2 separate regions of the Arabidopsis thaliana genome follow, and region 1 is linked to region 2. A link is a contact called in public capture Hi-C data. All regions are on one chromosome and are shown on one strand. Each heading gives the region's core, a stretch centred on a gene start, on an enhancer-like site or on the middle of the called end of the contact. The rest is flanking DNA. Distances are from core to core; before and after follow the strand shown.

Evidence for each region. Capture Hi-C pulls out chosen DNA fragments and counts their contacts.
Region 1: a contact with region 2 is called in a capture Hi-C map of root, with 2.7 times the contacts expected there. The contact joins the promoter of AT5G60010 here to the promoter of AT5G59650 in region 2. A contact is called at or near these places in 5 of 26 Hi-C or Micro-C datasets (callus, root, seedling and 2 more) and 2 of 3 other capture datasets (root and seedling).

Annotation. Positions count from the first base shown.
Region 1 is chr5:24,158,928-24,161,792 of TAIR10.1, reverse strand. It overlaps AT5G60010 (ferric reductase-like transmembrane component family protein), which reads right to left and starts at 1,523. Exons shown (of 13, transcript NM_125394.5): 1 at 884-1,523; 2 at 461-623; 3 at 190-352; 4 at 1-86. The coding sequence starts at 1,337. It overlaps AT5G60000, which reads left to right and starts at 2,013. Exons shown (of 1, transcript NM_125393.2): 1 at 2,013-2,499. The coding sequence starts at 2,013. The coding sequence ends at 2,462.
Region 2 is chr5:24,029,881-24,032,683 of TAIR10.1, reverse strand. It overlaps AT5G59650 (Leucine-rich repeat protein kinase family protein), which reads right to left and starts at 1,338. Exons shown (of 13, transcript NM_001345363.1): 1 at 1,257-1,338; 2 at 609-1,146; 3 at 22-500. The coding sequence starts at 1,338. It also overlaps the pseudogene AT5G59640.

The DNA.
Region 1 (2,865 bases), core at 274-2,773, 130 kb before region 2:
GCGCGTGTCAGCGTTTGCGATTTCTTCATCTTCTCCGTATCAGCGTTTGTCACCATTCCTGTTAGTAGTATTTCTAACTGCCACATCTGGTGGATATAAACTATGAAATGGTCAGAACATTAATCTCTCTATATATTTGTCTAGATAAAGAAAGCTATCATATATAAAAATTACAAAGAAAAAGTGAACCTCTATGTATCCTTTATGATCAGGGTCGAGTTCTTCCATGATCAAAGATGCGTAAGCTGCAGCATTCTTTTTTAAATTCCCGAGGCGGTTCGCCGAGGCACTCAATACTATGACCTCTTTCACTTCCTCTTCCGTCAGCTTACCATCTCCGTTTTTGTCACACCTAAACAACAACAACAACAATGGTTAAACTAAATAACCGCATTTAAAAATAAAAATAAATAACCGCATTTGTGTATATATGAAAACATATAAGATTGAGTGAAATTACATGTCGAAGAAGATCTGAAGACGACAATCGAGGTCTTTCTTGATCATGTCTTCCCAAAACAGCTTGAGTTGTTCTTTGTCAATACCGTTTTCTGTCTCTATTTGTCTCCTCCGACCCAATGCTTCATAAACTTCTGCCGCAAACTCCATTGTGTCTCCCATTCCTAGTTATATATACCATCCATGTTAAATTTTCGTCCTAAACAAACAATGAATTTTCTTTTCGTCCTGAATTATTTTTTAGGCTTCACATGCATCTCTGATAATAAACATACAATATAAAAAGAATTATTGTATACAAAAAAAAACGAAATATTTAAGTTTTCGTTCTAGATCAAAATCACTACGAATACCAAATGGAAGTGGATCTAAAGGATAATCTTCGGAACCGTACGTAATAAATATTAGTATTTTTGTTAGTTACCAATGCAGACGCCGAATTTCTCTTTAGGCAACTTGCCATCAACAGAGAACTGATTGAACCGGTTCTCAATCGATCTCCATGCATCTCGTTCTCGTCCGGTGACTGTCCGATCAAGGAACCGTAAGCTCTGAAGTCCCCTAGCCGCGCTTGATGTTGTCCTCTCCACTCTTTGTGGACCTGTCTTCTTGGGCACGGCATTGGTCGGAGGCCCCAGGTTTCCACTTTTCCTTGTGCTCGGAGAGCCTAGATTCCCGCTCTTTCTCCAGTTTGAAACGCTCAATGTTCGGATTATCGATCCCACGCCGAGATTTCTTGACGCGTTCTTCTTCAGACCACCTTCGTTCTTGTTGAGGTTAATTTCGGGTTCTTTTGAGGAGCTTTCACCCATTGAATCGATCTCTACACTCTCTAACATCCATTTTGTTGAATCCTCCGTAGGAGTGTTACTTTTCATAGTATTATTATTTATTCTTTCTCCGCCACCAATAATTGATTGAAGCTAAGGATCGTCGGAGATCTTATAATTCTATCTTGTTTATTCCTGTTAGATCGTTTTGTTTTGTTTTTTTTTCCTTGGTTTGATGGAATTATTAGATGAGGAGAAAAAGTAGGGGGAGAGGCATTGATTTCTGTGTCGTTTGTAACATTTGTGTTTTGTTTATTTAGTTACACATGAAAAGTTTACTAAACATAGAAAGTTCTAAGGAAAGCATTTTTTTTGAGGTCAAACATACGTAGACCAATCAAAGACCTATAAAAAGAATGGAACTTCTGAATTTGACTTAGTGCTACTTGAAAGAAATGATATGAAATTAAAATAAACCGTGAAGGTGCGGCTGATGTAATGTTTGCAAAATATGTTTCCAAGTTAAGATAAAAAACAGTTACATAAGAAAAATAAGTGTTTTGCTTTTGGGCCTGAATCGGGCTTTTGATAGGCCGATACGGAACTCGCTACTACTGTAGTAGACCAAGACAATCTCTAATCGTAACTGAATGTGCTATTAATCATATCTGTCAATAAACGTACAACAAAAAAAAACGTAATGAAAATATTGATACTCCTAATTTGAGAAATCGAAGATATATTTCCATTCGACAATATACTTTCAACACAAAAATCAAAATCATGGACACTCTTATAATGGTCTCGATCATGACTATGATGTTATTTTCTACGTTCGCAACCACACGTGCCGCCACTCTTCTCGTGTCCAACGAGCTGAAGAGACGTGGTGATGTTCCTGTCTTCGTCACGTGCCACCGAACCCCTTGGCTCTCCAAACTCGTACCTTTAGGTCAGAAGTTGCTGATAGAGATCCCAACCACTACCGGCGACAATGCTGTTGATGAGAAGGCGCAAGGATCTAGACCGTGGCAGCCAAGAACTTGCATAGGAACGTTTTACAGAGAAGCACATTTCGGGATGCACGAGACACCGTACGTTTTGTACAATTCGGACAAAGATGCTACGGAGTCTAAAAACTCATGTTTCGTCGTTGTCAAAGACGATGGATTTTATCGTTGGAACAACAATAAGAGAATCTGGGACAAGGTTTTTCCGATCATTTGGAACTAAATCATTTATATTTTTCAAATGGTACCTTATGTTTGAGGCATCAGGAAAATGAATAAAGTAATTTCCAAAAAAAAAATCATTTATATTTTTTATTACCAATTTTTTTGTTGAACAAATAACAACTATGCAAAATTAAAAAGATATTATAAGATGCTAGCATTATGTACACTGCTCCAATAATGTTTGGCTTTTTCAATGTTCACACAAGTTTAGTGTGAACTTGCCAAACTCTATATATATTGATATAAAGACATATAAAATTTTTTTGATATAAAGCTAGTGGATGTTATCAAATTCTGTTACATGCATCGTTAACGCAAATTCAACTTGTCATATCAAATGGAAAAACCAAAACTATATTCATTATAAATAGTGTTGTTTGACATTTTCACACAAATTTATA
Region 2 (2,803 bases), core at 89-2,588:
CAATGAAGATAAGTAACATACCATCATTTTCATTTGTTTCCGACCGTGGAAATTGGATAACTGTGTAGATTTCAAGAGCGTTAAGTAGAGAAGGAAGAGTTGACCTCGAGGTTTTTATTAGCTGGTAAATGCAATTTTCTCCTTTGCATGTCACTGGAGAAAGATTATGGATAGTAGTCACCCCTAACTTTGGAGGGATGAAACCTTCTTCAACAACAGCTCCATCCCATAATATGTCAAATTCTCTGGTATCATTGGTCTGTAAATCTTGTATCTCAGAGAAGTGGCTGTACAAGTAATATTGGTCACCAGGATTGTCTGGTGGCCAACTGATTGTCAATGGCGCGCTGGCATTAGAAGGCGTGGCAGCCGCTGCAAGAGCCTTTTTTGGTGGTTCATAATTGTTATCATTGGTCACTTCGAGAGTGGTGAAAATTTGGGTCCAATCATCCACCATAAAGTAATTATGCCATCTGCGATCATAAATATCATCCGGGTACCTATGTGGAACAAAGGTTGTATTATCCTTGAATAAGTATAGGAATGTTAAAAATAAAGAGTATAGGAATATAGAATCCATCACTGTTAACCAAAAAAAAAACACTTACCGAAGAAAGCCATCTGTCTTGTTGAGATATATCCGAACGAAAAGATTCAAAGAACCATCTGTGAGATAAGAATTATTTCCTAATGGCCGTAATTCCAAGGCTGAGATCAAGGGTGTAGTTGTCCCTGTCTTAACAAGACAAACGTTCAAAGAGTTTGATGTTGGAGTGTGAAGGATCTCCTCCATTGTACCATTCACAAACTTTTGCAAATCTATAGTTGCCCACAGATTAGGTCCTAGATGCAGTTCAAATATCGGGTTAGAGTTACGACCATCGTAATTCCCATAAATGAACCTAGCCCTGATCAAATATTTCCTGTTCTTGTCAACACTCAAACTATAGCAGTTCCTTCTCTCCTCTGGAAAATACCTCAGCCTCGTGTACGGCTTAAGGTAGTCATTCTCCATACTCGCCTGGATTTTACCACTTTCACCAGTCTGGATGAATTCAGCATCAGACGAGAACCGTAGTCCGGTTACTGACTCAGTATAAGAAGACGGTTCAGTCATGGGTAACCCGCAATCCAAACTGATAAACTCTGTTAAGAGAGTGAAAAATCAAAAGCATCTCAGATACAAACATAACTAAGACTCGAATCAGTAAGAAGTAGTAGTGTAATATACATATAAACCATTAAGATTTAGGTACCTTGTTGATCCTGAGCTTGAACACAACCAATAATGGCAAAAGCTCCTAATAGCAGCAGCAAAAGCCAACAAGGACTATCCATAATTGCTTTTAGATATCAAAACCTTACCAATGCCAGAGTTTGAGAGAAACACAGCGTATAAATAGATAAACCCAAGAAACAGTCCAAGCCTCTGGCAACATGGCAAGATGTCCTGAGTCAGTGAAACGAATGAGTAAATGTGTTTTCTATTGCAACTTTACAATTACAAATTTGATTTGTCCCAAGAATGTCAGAATATATGCAACTTGTATTTAGAAAAAATAATATGCAACTTCTGTGTTTTTAAGAGAATATGTCAATAGAGGGTTTTACAGTCACCACTCTTTTAACGCATTAAAAAATGTTCACACAGAGAGAAAGCAAGAGATTTGACTTTCTAGTGGTCAGTGACTTTGATTGAATCATATCGGATAATTTATCACTAATTAATACACATTTTGACGTCTTCATCGACAAGAACAGCTTCTAATCACAAAGCAGAGGATTCACATTTATCAACAATGACTATTATCTAAAGAGAAGTGGGTCAACATGAAGAAACAAATTTCAAGACAAAGACGCCATTATCAGATATCTAAAATCATAAAGTTCAAATTTTTAAAGGATTTTCAGTTACATCATAAACTGAGAAATTACCTTCCGGCCATGAAACTGAGAGAATTTTGATTCCATCTCTTTGAGCCGGCCCAATAACTTTTGTGAGGAGGAGGACGAATGTGAGGAATCTCCGGAGATAAATCGGCCATATACGGCAGCGAAATCTCCCGTCGTGAGAAGGACGGCGATGACAATGAGACCTCTTCATCGGCGATTAGCACTGTTTGAGAACGCGATTGGCGATTTGGAGTGCTGGAGAGTAGCGTTTTAAACGCAACGGTATGTATATTTTTCAACGTTGCTATAATAACAGAAATAATTGTTATGGGCCAAACATGGGTTTTATCAGCCCATTAAACAGAAAATAATGAATTTGGAGTGCTGGAAACACGGTCGCTGGAGAGTAGCTTTTTTAAACGCAACGGTATGTATATTATTCAAGCTTACTTACAGAGTTTCTAGTTGCGTAAGATTTTGAATCGCAGCAGCCATGGTTCCAGTTAGACCACTTGAAGACAAGTTTCTGGTGACATGTCCAAAACCACATTCAAGTGTCACAACTACTAACGGATATTGAAGAGCGTCTGGTCAGAAATCGATATTCTTACGAAAAAATTACGGTCATTATTTTCGTCAGAAAATTGTGACCATTTTCATACAAAATTGTGACGTATTTATTTGGTCATAAAAACGTTACTATTTCGTTATAATATTATGACTTAATTGAATGTAACTAATGTTTGTCACTAATTATGTCAAATTTGTTACAAATTATATAGTCATAAATATAAGTACGGATTTGCGACCAAATATAGTAACTAAATTATACGATAATTGTGACTGAATTTATGTCATGTATAGTTACGAGAATTTTGTAACAACGATGACACAATTTGTCACTGTTTTA